Linked DNA regions of Triticum aestivum: region 1 is linked to region 2. The links are chromatin contacts, called in public Hi-C maps. All regions are on one chromosome and are shown on one strand. The core of a region is the stretch at or near the end of the contact, and the rest is flanking DNA. Distances in the headings are between cores, read along the strand shown.

Region 1 (6,904 bases), core at 2,534-5,033, 200 kb after region 2:
AGCGATTTTGTTGTACGATTCTACGACTTCACGGTCTAAACTGATTGAACTGATTCTACTACAATTTTACGATTCTAACAGTTATTGATCCTACGATTTGCGATCTTACCATGCAGTTCTGATCTGATTCTGAGAACCTTGGTCACTAGCGATTGACAAAGCTAGCACCAACATCCAAAGTTTCAGTCTAGTATGTAGACCAGTACGTCTTTCCTAAGAATTTACAAGTAAAACATGCGGACAGAAGATGGACAAGACTTTTAACATGAAACATTACCCCATGCTTGCAGCAGGCCATCATCCGATAGGGCCACCACATGAACAGCTCCACAAGAAACCTGCCGAATTACCTGTGAATGTATGACTGATATTTTCAGTGCCACGATATCACCTCAAACATACATTAAAAAACAGTGTCAGTAACATTTAAATCTGCCAACAGTTACTATTATTCATTTTGGGTGCTATTAGAGCATCTCCAGCAGGGACCCTTAAATCTGTCAGCTTATCCCCCAAGTTGATCCCCCCTCCTAGGCAAGTAACACAGGCCATATAATAAATTTGCACCCTGAGCTAAAAAGCAAAGCAATAGTTATTCCCTTGCACCCTCTCTTTACTTTCCTAGCAGTAGATGAATTTTAGGGTTTACCATCATCTGGTTTTCCATAACTGTCAGGTTTATTAAGAAAAAGAAACACTTTCAGGGGCACGTGAAAACAGCATACAAGCATATAACCTGCTAGGTGGGAAGTACAAATTCTACTAGAGATCTAATTTGGCAAACTAGGTGAAGTTTCCAAGTCCACCATAGACATTTGTCACTGGGGGAACAAATAGTTCATGGACAACACGAAAAAATATATCAGCACATGAGTATTGTTTAAACATTTGGTGTTCAGCTTCATACAGGAAATTAAGGATCAAGACCACGGGGGATTTGAATAAATACTTTCCTATATGGTGAAATGTATCTATGCATATAGTTGGCATAACTTATCATGTTTACTTCTGGACAGATGAAACAGGGTAAACTAAGAGGAAACATCAAATAAACAGGACTAAAAAAGAAGGCTGCAATGTTTGAGTACACAAACATTCGGTCTCATGAATCTACTTGAACTGTGCGACATAATTGATCCAGTGTAATTGAACTTTACCGTGTTTGGTGCAAAAGCACCCCAGTATAGGCGAGGGTAATCTGAGCCCTGCAAGGATCATTCAAACACAAATGCTAACTATTTTTGTGTTACAAGTTGGTTCTCAATCTACAAGGGACAGATTCAGCAGTACAATTAATTTAGGCAAACCTGATTTTGTCCCCAAACCCATAACCTGCTTCTCGATATTGAGCCATCATTTTCTCGAGGTTCAGCAATAGCAGCTGTACAGTGTGCACCACAGGACACCGATTTCACAAACTCAGTCGCCAGTGCATTGACCTTTTTAGGTTCCTTTGCACTCTCCTCTGTCCCATCTCCCAACTGGCCAAAGTCATTTGCACCTGTACATTTTAAGTCAAATGTAATCTGCTTTTGGAAGATTTCTAATCATGTTCACATATACTTGGTACTTTCTACCAAATTATAGACACAAAAAGGTTGCACAGTAGGGTGGAATCGGAAAAATATTACATAATAACTATCAGAATGTCATGTTATCAGAGGAGGCACCATGCTTCCAGACCTCCAGCTGAGAGGGCCAAGGAATCCTAGTACTACTCGGTTGCAGCATGATCTAGATGCCTTCAGCTCGAGTCCTTGTCCTATATGGTGTCTTAGTAGCTGCACGTTTAGCATAGGGAAGAGTCCTAAGTCCAACTTTGCTTCTGAGTCATATGAGTAAGGACAACCTCTATATAACGAGGCAGCCACCGTTCTTATTAATCAAGCTACAAAGTCTAATCACCGATCTCTATTTCTCTGCTTCTGCCTCCCATAATTTGGATGCCCTGTCCCTTGTGCAACTTCTGCTATCACAGCTCCGCCGACAGGACACCGCAAGGGTACTGGTCCACGGCCTCCTGCCTATCATGATTATCACCTACACGCAATCCATATCGCGACACAGAAGAACAACCGACAAGCCAGTTAAAAGGAGATAAATAAAATTGGTGAGACTGGTCTCAAAATGCCTAGCGAGTATGATGTGCCAAGTATCCATGAATAGTATAGTCCATTCACTACTAGGCAGGAACTTCTCCAAGCATGTAGCACTGACTAGTGGCAGAGCTTGCACCAAAAAACTGGATGGGCTGGGTGGGCCAGGCTGCAAGAGTACTCAAGGATGGCATTCTACGGCTCATGGTCTGGCTGTAATATGATGAAATGCTCCAGAGCTGGGTGGGCCATGCGCATGTAGCACCGCCACTGGCCCCGATGGTAAAAATCATCAGGGATAATAACTCAACTACAATATTTCAGATCCAAATATAACAGCGATGGCATGGCATTAATGGCAACACTCCCGCTTGATGGTTATCTAACACTCCGCAATATACAAGATTTAGTAAAGATGGACCTACCCCAGGTGAAGAGTGATCCGTCAGAAACTACTGCAGCAGTGTGCGCACGGCCACATGCAATATCAATCCATCTGAGGTTCTCGCCATCCCTACAGGTGAATAGTTTGGGAGGTAGGCTCTTGGGGATCCTCAGGTGGCGCTCCTTGCCCTTGCGTGCAGTCTGGCCACTCTGGTTATATCCCCATGTGTATATAGCACTCTTGGTTGGCATGCCAACAACACGCAAGTTGCAGATCACATCATCTATATCCATTGCTGTCTGTTCATCAAATGCAAAACAGCAAACAAAGTGACAAAGCGATGAGGACGAATCTATTCAGGTTGCTGATGAAGCAGTTTAGCTACAAGCGTCCAACTTTGAACAACACTTCAGTTACCCGGCACAGGAAGCATCAAAATTCACATCCCCTTTCAGGTGCTCAATTACGAAACGATTCAACTGGATAATTTGCAATAATTAAGCAGGAAGGCATTAATTAGAGGTGCCACTATTACAAGTAGGAAGCTTTTTACAAAAACTCCATAGTCCCACACATCAAATCAGTAATTTAATGCAAAAACATTGGTTAGGATGTGTAACCTCTGGTCTAGTTGGCCCCCAAAATAATACTACGATCTTTCGAAGTATTTCGAACCGCAGTACCAACTTTAGCTAAAAGGGCAATTCGAATTGCAAATTCAGCCACCAAGATTTCTATTTTATTTCTAACTGATAGTCAATCCAAGGTTAAAAATGTTCCCAACTTGCATAAAACTGAGACCCAGCCCCGCAGTCTGCCCAAACATTAGGACCTTGCTGAGGGGATTGCACAAGAATCAGATGATCAGGGGATGTGGATTGTTTCAATCAATCAATTGAACCCCCATATTTTTCATGAAAATAAGCCTGCTCCTGTTATTAGTACTATGACCAGTTCGTCAGGGTACATACTAAATAGACATTGGCGGCCGCTGAAATGAGAGCGAGAAGAACATGGATCCAAAGAAAGCTAGGGCTTTCTTACCAACAACAAAAGAAGGAACTACGGCCGGATGGATCTTCACTTGGGGCCGGAGTAGCAATCTCGCTTCCTTGGGCGGATGGGGGTAGGAGGTCGCGGGAGGACGGAGCGAGACTGCGGGGCCGACGAGCAGGGGATTCCCGATTTCTCTAGAATAGCTTCCGGATTCCCAAGTTCCGAGCGACAAGGGAAGGGAGAAAGCGAACGGTTCGCACAAAAAGTCACGTGCCGAACCCAAGGAGGACGGCCGCAGCAAATGGTGTGATTTTTTCTTTTCTGCCCGACAAAAGAAGCGTCCAGCTTTATAAATTACTCCATCGATAAAGAAATATAAGAGCATTTATATCACTATTTTAGTGTTGTTTTCTAGATATTTCAACAAATGACTACATATGAAGCAAAATGAGTGAATCTACACTCTAAAATATGTCTATATATATTCGTATGTGATAGTCAATTTGAAATCTCTAAAAAGACAAATATTTAGAAACGAATAGTACCGAAGTGCTATAGAATGGAGACTACTATAGTTCTATAGCGATTCGGCGCTTATCCGGCCATTCCACCACGAACCCGAATCTTGGAGCAAAGGCACCTACCACGTCACACTTTACAGGTGTCCATTTCAAAGATGGCTTAGCGCGAACGCATGTTGATGAGGAACCACCTTTTCCTTCCACCCCCAATCCCACCCCACAACGTACTGTTCCCATCCGCTTTCTTCCTCTCCATTTTTGCCACTATGCCGCAGGTGGACGACGCGCTGCCTGAGGTTAGTGGAGGTGGCATCAGGAGGCTTGTTGTATGGTAATAAACCCCTATGTGGCTCAATCTTTCACATTTGGAGATGGATCAAAAGAAAAGAAGAACACGCAAGACGGGATCCAAATCACACATCCACTCTCTCCACAAATCCATATAAGTACCACAAGATTCACAATCAACAAGGGAAACAAGTAACAATGTAAAGTTCCTTCCAAATCCACAAGGGAGTTGAGGTCTGTGACGCCCCCGATTCAATCGTACACTAATCATACACGCAAACGTGTACGATCAAGATCAGGGACTCACGGGAAGATATCACAACACAATTCTAAAAATAAAATAAGTCATACAAGCATCATAATACAAGCCAGGGGCCTCGAGGGCTCGAATACAAGTGCTCGATCATAGACGAGTCAGCGGAAGCAACAATATCTGAGTACAGGCATAAGTTAAACAAGTTTGCCTTAAGAAGGCTAGCACAAACTGGGATACAAATCGAAAGAGGCGCAGGCCTCCTGCCTGGGATCCTCCTAACTACTCTTGGTCGTCGTCAGCGGCCTGCACGTAGAAGTAGGCACCTCCAGTGTAGTAGGAATCATCGTCGACGGTGGCGTCTGGCTCCAGGGCTCCAGCATCTGGTTGCGACAACCAGGTAGAAGGGAAAGGGGAAAAGAGGGAGAAAAGCAACCGTGAGTACTCATCCAAAGTACTCGCAAGCAAAGAGCTACACTACATATGCATGGGTATATGTGTAAAGGGCCATATCGGTGGACTGAACTGCAAATGCCAGAATAAAAGGGGGATAGCTAATCCTGTCGAAGACTACGCTTCTGGCAGCCTCCGTCTTGCAGCATGTAAAGAGAGTAGATTGAAGTCCTCCAAGTAGCATCTCCAAGTAGCATCTCCAAGTAGCATCTCCAGTAGCATCGCATAGCATAATCCTACCCGGCGATCCTCCCCTCGTCGCCCTGTGGAAAAGCGATCACCGGGTTGTCTGTGGAACTTAGAAGGGTGTGTTTTATTAAGTATCCGGTTCTAGTTGTCATAAGGTCAAGGTACAACTCCAAGTCGTCCTGTTACCGAAGATCACGGCTATTCGAATAGATTAACTTCCCTGCAGGGGTGCACCACATAACCCAACACGCTCGATCTCATTTGGCCGGACACACTTTCCTGGGTCATGCCCGGCCTCCAAAGATCAACACGTCGTAGCCCCACCTAGGCACAACAGAGAGGTCAGCACGCCGGTCTAAATCCTATGCGCGCAGGGGTCTGGGCCCATCGCCCATTGCACACCTGCACGTTGCGTACGCGGCCGATGAGCAGACCTAGCAACCTCCATTACAAAGGAAGTTGCGTTAACGCAGTCCAACCCGGCGCGCGCCGCTTAGTCGCTGACGTCAAGAAGGCTTCGGCTGATACCACGACGTCGAGTGCCCATAACTTTCCCGCGTAGTTGGTTAGTGCGCATAGGCCAGTAGCCAGACTCAGATCAAATACCAAGATCTCGTTAAGCGTGTTAAGTATCCGCGAACGCCGAACAGGGCCAGGCCCACCTGTCTCCTAGGTGGTCTCAACCTGCCCTATCGCTCCGCCACAAAGTAACAGCCGGGGGCCGTCGGGAACCCAGGCCCACCTCTACCGGGATGGAGCCACCTGTCCTTTCAGCCCCCTCATCAGAATCACTTGCGGGTACTCATCGAGCTGACCCGACTTTAGTCATCATCTGTATAGTATGTATGTATGTATAGTATATACCCGTGATCACCTCCCGAGTGATCGGCCCAATAGTATAGCAAGGCAGACTGACAAGAATGTAGGGCCAATGATGATAAACTAGCATCCTATACTAAGTATTTAGGATTGCAGGTAAGGTATCAACAGATGTAGCAACAATGTCAGGCTATGCATCAGAATAGGATTAACGGAAAGCAGTAACATGCTACACTACTCTAATGCAAGCAGTATAGAGGAGAATAGGCGATATCTGGTGATCAAGGGGGGGGGGGCTTGCCTGGTTGCTGTGGCAAGAAGGACGAGTCACCAACACCGTAGTCGAACTGGGGGTTGCCGGCAGTCTCGGGGTCTATCGGAAAGAAGTAACGGAGAGGGAACACAATAAATAACAGAGCAATCAAAGCATCACAAAGTGTAACAAGACAATACGCTGTGTTCGGTGTGCCCTAATGCGGTAGTAGGTGATACCGGTGAAGGGGGGAAAACATCCGGGAAGTATTCCCGGTGTTTCGTGTTTTCTGACAGATGAACCGGAGGGGGAAAGTTGCGGGTTTGATATGTTAGGGGTGTGTGGTGGACGAACGGGCTGCGTATCCGGGTTTGTCTCGTCGTTTTGAGCAACTTTCATGTTGAAAATATTTTAATCCGAGTTACGGATTAAAAGATATGATTTTCTAAAGATTTTATTAATTTCTGGAATTTAATTAATTATTTAATTAATTCGAAAATGATTTAATGACATCAGCATGATGTCATGCTGACATCAGTAGTCAACAGAGTTGACTGGTCAACCTGACTTGTGGGTCCCATTCGTCATTGACTAATTAGTCTAATTAGGGTTTAATTAAACTATCTACTTAATTAGATTAATTAATCATGA
Region 2 (6,189 bases), core at 1,619-4,118:
ACTATACAATACATTAAATCATATGTATTTTCAGTTTTAATTATCATATTATTGAAACAAATGTTCATGTTCCATACAACTGAATCTCATGAAATATATTGCATCCAATTGCCGTTATCTAGTAGGTAAGCTTTCGCGTATGTATTCCTTACATTTACTAATCTTTCTACACATAAACCTAAGAAGTAACATGAAAATAAGAAACCATGCTCACAGCAGCGGCTTCAATTCTTAAGAAGGGCAAAATCAAAGAAGCCAAACCTTCATCCTCAGTAGTTTGCAATTCAAATGCTGATCCAGATGGGGATCCATCAGGTAAATCCTTTTGCAGCTCCAAAGGAAGTAACTCATTAACACGAAACCATACCTATAACAGTACATGCATGAATATTAGAGAACTGGAAGGCTAATTCGGCCACATGCACTAACTAAGACCAACCTAAATTCATGGAAGTGAATGGCCAATGAAGCAAAGCCCTTGCCTGTGTAATGTCTGGTCTGGCATCTGGAGAGGACTGAAGCATCTCTTCGATCAGACTTGTAATGGAAGAACAGTACTTCGGTAATTCAGGGATACGATAGTTCCCATTGAGGATCTGAAGCTTTGATTCTAAACCAAAAGCTGATTTTAAGTAGCAGATTCTATACATGAGACATCCAAGAGCCTAAAAAAATCAGTACCACCTTAGCTTATGCAGTTATTAAGAGTTAATCAGATACAACAAAGTAAACACCAGTTCAAAGAACAAGATAGGTAATACAGGAAACAAAAAAAATAGTGTAATGGCTGCAAAGATGGTTTACCCATATATCTACTTTCTCACTAATAACTTCCCTCCTGTACAAGTCCCACATCTGCAATCAGTAAACAAGCTTATATTAAGTAAATATGTGAAGGAACTGAGAAAGAGCTCATAAGTCATAATAGGTTGATTCAATCAAACCTCAGGAGCCCTATAAGCAGGAGTTGTATGCTTTCTGATGACATCTTCTTCAATGCCCCTCTCCTCTGGTTTATCAAAGCACTTATGGTTTGTTGATACACTACCAAAATCACATAATTTCCAAGCCCCGTCAGCACCAAGAAGCACATTTTCGGCCTTTAGGTCCCTGCACATAGAATAGATTTGCTGTGATGCCTCTAGAATGAAGATCGACGTAGCAATTTCTTGAAGGATTAGACTGACAATGTTAAAAGAATAACATGTAATAATGAATTATCCAATTGCAATCTACAGCCAACTGGAGTTTATAATGCACTAGATGAAGTAACGCAACCAAGACTGAGTGGAAAGCTATATGAAACAGCATAGAATTATGCAAAACTAAAGCTGCCACATGATCGATGTAAGTGACATACTTGTGTCCTGATACTATTTTAGTGATCTAAACGCTCTTATATTAGTTTACTAGTTTACGGAGGGAGTACATCAGAGAGCAATACAGTATTCTGATACAGATGAAACAATATGCTCAAGATAAGATGGAGTAACTAGCACATGATTTCCTGCTGCTTGTCATGGGACTAACTCTATCCGACGAAGCAATGGAGTCACATGCAAAACGTTCATTGCAAAAGCACCAACAACAGAGAACTGCTTGCTGTAGACATTTCACACAGCAATTCCATAGGTTGGGATATGAAAGGCAGACCTGTGAGCAACAGGTGGTGTCTGGCAGTGCATCGCGAACACCGCATTGCAAACATCCCGGAAGATGAGAGCAACCTGCTCCTCATCATAGAACCCTGCAGTACCTCTAGTGTCCAAGGCAGAAACCAGCGATCTCTCGCAGAACTCCATCAGCAGAAGCGCCTCCCTCCCACGGCCCATATCCATTATGGCGTGCGCAACGAGCGTGACCACGTTCGGGTGCCCCTTGAGCGCCCTCATCACCGTGATCTCCTTCTGCACCAGGTCCAGCGACTCCTTGTCCTGGGCAATGACGTGCTTGAGCGCGTACTTCTTTGCTGGGTTGGTCAGGTCCCGGGCGAGGTACACGCACGAGAACCCACCCTCAGCAATGGCTTCCCGGACGTGCACCTTCACATTGCCGACATCGATGGTTCGGCCCTCGAGGCCGCCAGAAGGCCCGGAATGCTCTTTGGGCATGAGCTGCCTGAACGGTCTCCACATGATTTGATTAATTACTGATCCTCAGCCCTCACAAGTCAAAAGCGCCTGGTTCAGCCTCAGAAACCTCCTATGTGAAGTTTATCCACACTCAGCAAGGATTTCTCAGCATGGTAAAGCTTGAGAGCTACGAATCAACAGGGTCCGTCCGAGCGGCAGAACAGTGATCGGCGTCTCTCAAGATCTGCCTGTCTATCCAGCTTTGATACAGCAACTGTCGAATGGCCGTCCCTCCGAGCAGATCTACCTACCTGGCATACCGCTTAACACCAACGAAGAAGCCAGCGAGCAACCTAGCTCAGCAGCGCCCGCTGCCGCCCTGCCGCCAAACAAACACCTTGTGTGCAACTGCAATGGCCAGCCGACACGACGAAGCAGCAATGGAAGAAGAGGAGATCGACCAAGTCAGCAGCAACCAATCAGTTCAACCAAGAAACGACCAGACCCGGCCCGCTTGAAGCAGTCCGGGATCAAGAACTGGTCGTGGGCGGCCAACCAGGAAGCGACCAACCCCCAGCCCGGCCGCCTCACTCAGAGCAGCAGGTGTAGTAGGGTCCGGGACTCGCCAGCTCCGATCTGGAGGCCGTGGGGGGGTGGTGTGCCTGTGGGGCAGGCAGGATTGCTTGCTCGTAGGGGTTAGCGGCGGGCAGACCGGGAGCAGGAGGAAGAAGAAAAGAGGAAAGATTTGTTTGTTACGGGCTTACGGTGGCGAGGCGAGGCGAGGCGAGTGGGATTTCCGTCGCGTGGGGACGCGTGGCGTGGAAGACCGGTTCCCTTCCCTAGCACGTTCCGCGTTGAGTTGCTGGGGAAAAGGAAGGGACAGGCTGGTTGGTTGCACTGTCGCATTCGCATCTGTGCTTGCTTAGCACAATCACTTTCTTCCTTCTCTCTTTTTTTCGGGGAAATACTTGTATTACTCTATCACAATGTCTACAATCATTACGAACTTCTACGAGAACTTCATCAGGGCCTGAACCCAACCAAGTCATAGTCCTGCCTTCTCTTCTACCAAAGTTTGCTAACCTATCACTAGCCTTATTTTGAGAACGAAAAACATGAGTTAATACAAATAGTTTGATGACTAATAAGATATCTAATCTCATTGACCAGAGAAGCATAAACTGAGCGATCCACCTCGCTACTAGTGATCATAGCAACCGATGTCAGCGAGTCCATCTCAATAACCACCAGGAGTTCACTTCTCTGTAAGGCAAAAGAAAGGCCTTCCATACATGCACATAACTCTGCCTCTAGTGCGTTCATGCAGGTAAACAGGGCTCTACATGCCGAGAAAATAATTTCTCCATCAGATCTCCGCAAAGATTATTCATGCACCGGCCACCTCACTCGCCACGTAAGATCTGTCAGTGTTCAGTTTTAGTCATCCATGCCTCGGTGGTGTCCAACCTGGGTCAACATCAGGGCATCTAATCCCAGGTACACTAGGAATATATGTAGTAACAAATTTATCTTTTGTTGGATCAATGTGTGAGTTCAGCTGAGTGCAAATCAGTGAATCCAAATAGCTCTGTAGATAATTCACAGAAGCTTCCATGTGCGGAGCTGCCTTGGAATGTGTCACTTCGTTCCGCACATACCATGCTCTCTAGAAAGTCATAAGCATCATGCATCTTTCAACTTCACTTAACGGAGCCATGGCCTGGATGATGAGGAACACTAGATGAGAAGAAAGAAAAACACATGCCAAATCTATTTGGCTATTTCTAGATGATTCCACTCTAGTGTAGTATTTCTTTTGTTTTCTTTACCCTACCCGTTGTTTCTAGAGTTCTATAGTTATGAGTAGTTGTGAATAGAGAGATGAATCCTAAATAATGTTTTCTGGAGTGTTCCAGCTATAAGTAGAAGTATGTGAAGGCTTCCCAAAGCTCTATAAATAGAGGTCATCACCTCTACTTTGTAAACCAGACTATGTACCCACTACCTATAATAGAACTTGTTGTTCTTATCTAAGATCTTGGAGTAGGTCTTGTGCTCTAGGAGTTCTGGATTGAACTCTTGCTGCCATATCGGCCTACGTTCGCCTCTAGAGCGGAATCTAGCGCAACACATTGAAGTTGTTCCTTCAACACTTGTGTTGTACACATTGTAGCAGCAAAATGGAGTTGCTCCTCCACAACCTTTGTGCTGCTTCAGGTGGCACCAGAGCCTCGTTGACCCATACTAGTTTTTGTTGTCCTCTTCGAGAGCAAGCTGCAGCAAGCAATGGAGCAATTGGAGAAGAGGATGGATGATGCAAAACAACAAATCAAAGAGCTGCATGAAGATCTTAATCGGAGATTTGATCAGCTAGTTGAGATGATAAGAAAGGGTGTCCCCTGCTACCAATGAAGGAGATTCCTCTAAAGAAGAAGAAGATGTTCATCAAAGAAGAAGGAGAGGTATTCTTGGAGCAAGACCGCCACAACAACGTGTTGTTCAACGTGCTTCAAGAAGGCCAATTTATGTTGAAACTTTTGAAGGTGAAGAATATGATGAAGCCCTTGAAGAAGCTGACTCCATGCATATCAGAGAGTACCCAACCCTACATATGCAAGGGATACATACAAGGTGAAAGCTGAGATCCCAATTTTTAATGGAAATGTTGATATTGAAAGGTGCCTAGATTGGTTATATGAAGTGGAGACTTTCTTTGAGGTCATAGAGGCTCCATAAGATTGTAGAGTTCCTTTGGTCGCATACAAGCTGAAAGGAGGAGCCGATGCATGGTGGCATCACGTTCAAGAAGAGCACAGGATGAGAGGAGAATCTCGTGTGAGAACTTAGCGACAAATGAAAAGTCTCTTGAAAAGGAGATTTTTGCCCGCTGATTATGACCAGATCCTATTTATCCAATTTCAGAATTGTGCCCGAGGAAATAGGATTGTTTCAGATTACACGAAGGAGTTTCTAAGGCTACAAGTGAGGTGCAACCTTGATGAGACTGAAGATCAACAAGTTGCAAGGTACATCAATGGTCTCAATGATGCTATTCAAGATTGATTGATGATGCAACAAATCTGGTATGTTGATCAAGCACAAGCTCTAGCCTTAAAGGCCGAGAGGTTTGTGAGGACAAGAAAGGCAATTAAAGCTCCATATCCTCGTACCGAAGGCTCATCTATGAGCCAGCCTAATAGAGTGGAAGAAAAGACTGCTCCACCAAAGGCAAAATGACCCATCTAGAAGCAAACTAGAGGCAAGGGTAAATCCAATGAAGGCCCAAAATGCTATAAATGTGGTGAAGAGGGACATATATCCAGTGGCTGCCCACTAAGGAAATTTGTTAACACAACTATCCATGATGGTGAAGGCGATGAGGAAGAATACAAATCTGAAGATGTAGAGGGACAAGAGGTTTGTTAAGAAGAAGGTGAAGAGGTGGTATGTGTGATTCAGCGTTTGCTATGTTCCACACTACAACCTGACGACACACAACGGAAGAAAATATTTGAGAGCAAATGCACAGTGAATGGCAAGGTATGCAAGTTAGTGATTGATAGTTGCAGTTGCAAGAATCTTATCTCCCAGAAGTTGGTGAGCCATTTAAAGCTTGATACTCATGATCATCCAAACCCCTACACTATTGGGTGGGTCAAGAAAGGAGTGAATATGAGGATCACCAAACAATGCAACCTGCCACTTTCCTTGCGCAAGCATTATCGCTCAAATGTGTTATGTGACGTAGTTGATATGGACGCTAGCCATGTTCTTCTTGGGAGACCTTGGCAATTTGATGTGGATACTACACACAAGAGCAAGGAAAATTCTTACTCTTTCATTTTGAACAAGAGAAAGATCATTATCTTGCCAAATAAAACTGAAGGTAATACCTCTAAGGAGGAGGGGGAAAATATGTTAACTATTTCCAATACCTCTCATGAGTTTATGGAAGACTTGAAGGAGGCAGATTTATGTGCTGCACTTGTTGTAAAAGGAGAAGAGCACCTGACTGTTGAAATTCCAGCAAAGGTACATGGTTTATTGGCAGAATTTCATAACATACTTGGAGAGCCACAAGGCTTGCCACCGATGAGAGGAATTCAACATAGAATTG

The links. A called contact is a pair of places that touch in the nucleus more often than the background predicts.
Region 1: a Hi-C map of leaf shows a contact between it and region 2, with 8 times the contacts expected there. The contact joins the promoter of LOC123111606 here to the promoter of LOC123111604 in region 2. A contact is called at or near these places in 4 of 5 Hi-C or Micro-C datasets (leaf and an unstated tissue).

The regions. Positions count from the first base shown.
Region 1 is chr5B:318,832,904-318,839,807 of IWGSC CS RefSeq v2.1, forward strand. LOC123111606 (RCC1 and BTB domain-containing protein 1) reads right to left here and starts at 3,784. Exons shown (of 9, transcript XM_044532428.1): 1 at 3,526-3,784; 2 at 2,522-2,780; 3 at 1,308-1,501; 4 at 1,158-1,205; 5 at 278-350. The coding sequence starts at 2,774.
Region 2 is chr5B:318,638,165-318,644,353 of IWGSC CS RefSeq v2.1, forward strand. LOC123111604 (AP2-associated protein kinase 1) reads right to left here and starts at 2,869. Exons shown (of 9, transcript XR_006454580.1): 1 at 1,654-2,869; 2 at 945-1,110; 3 at 805-855; 4 at 483-665; 5 at 262-367.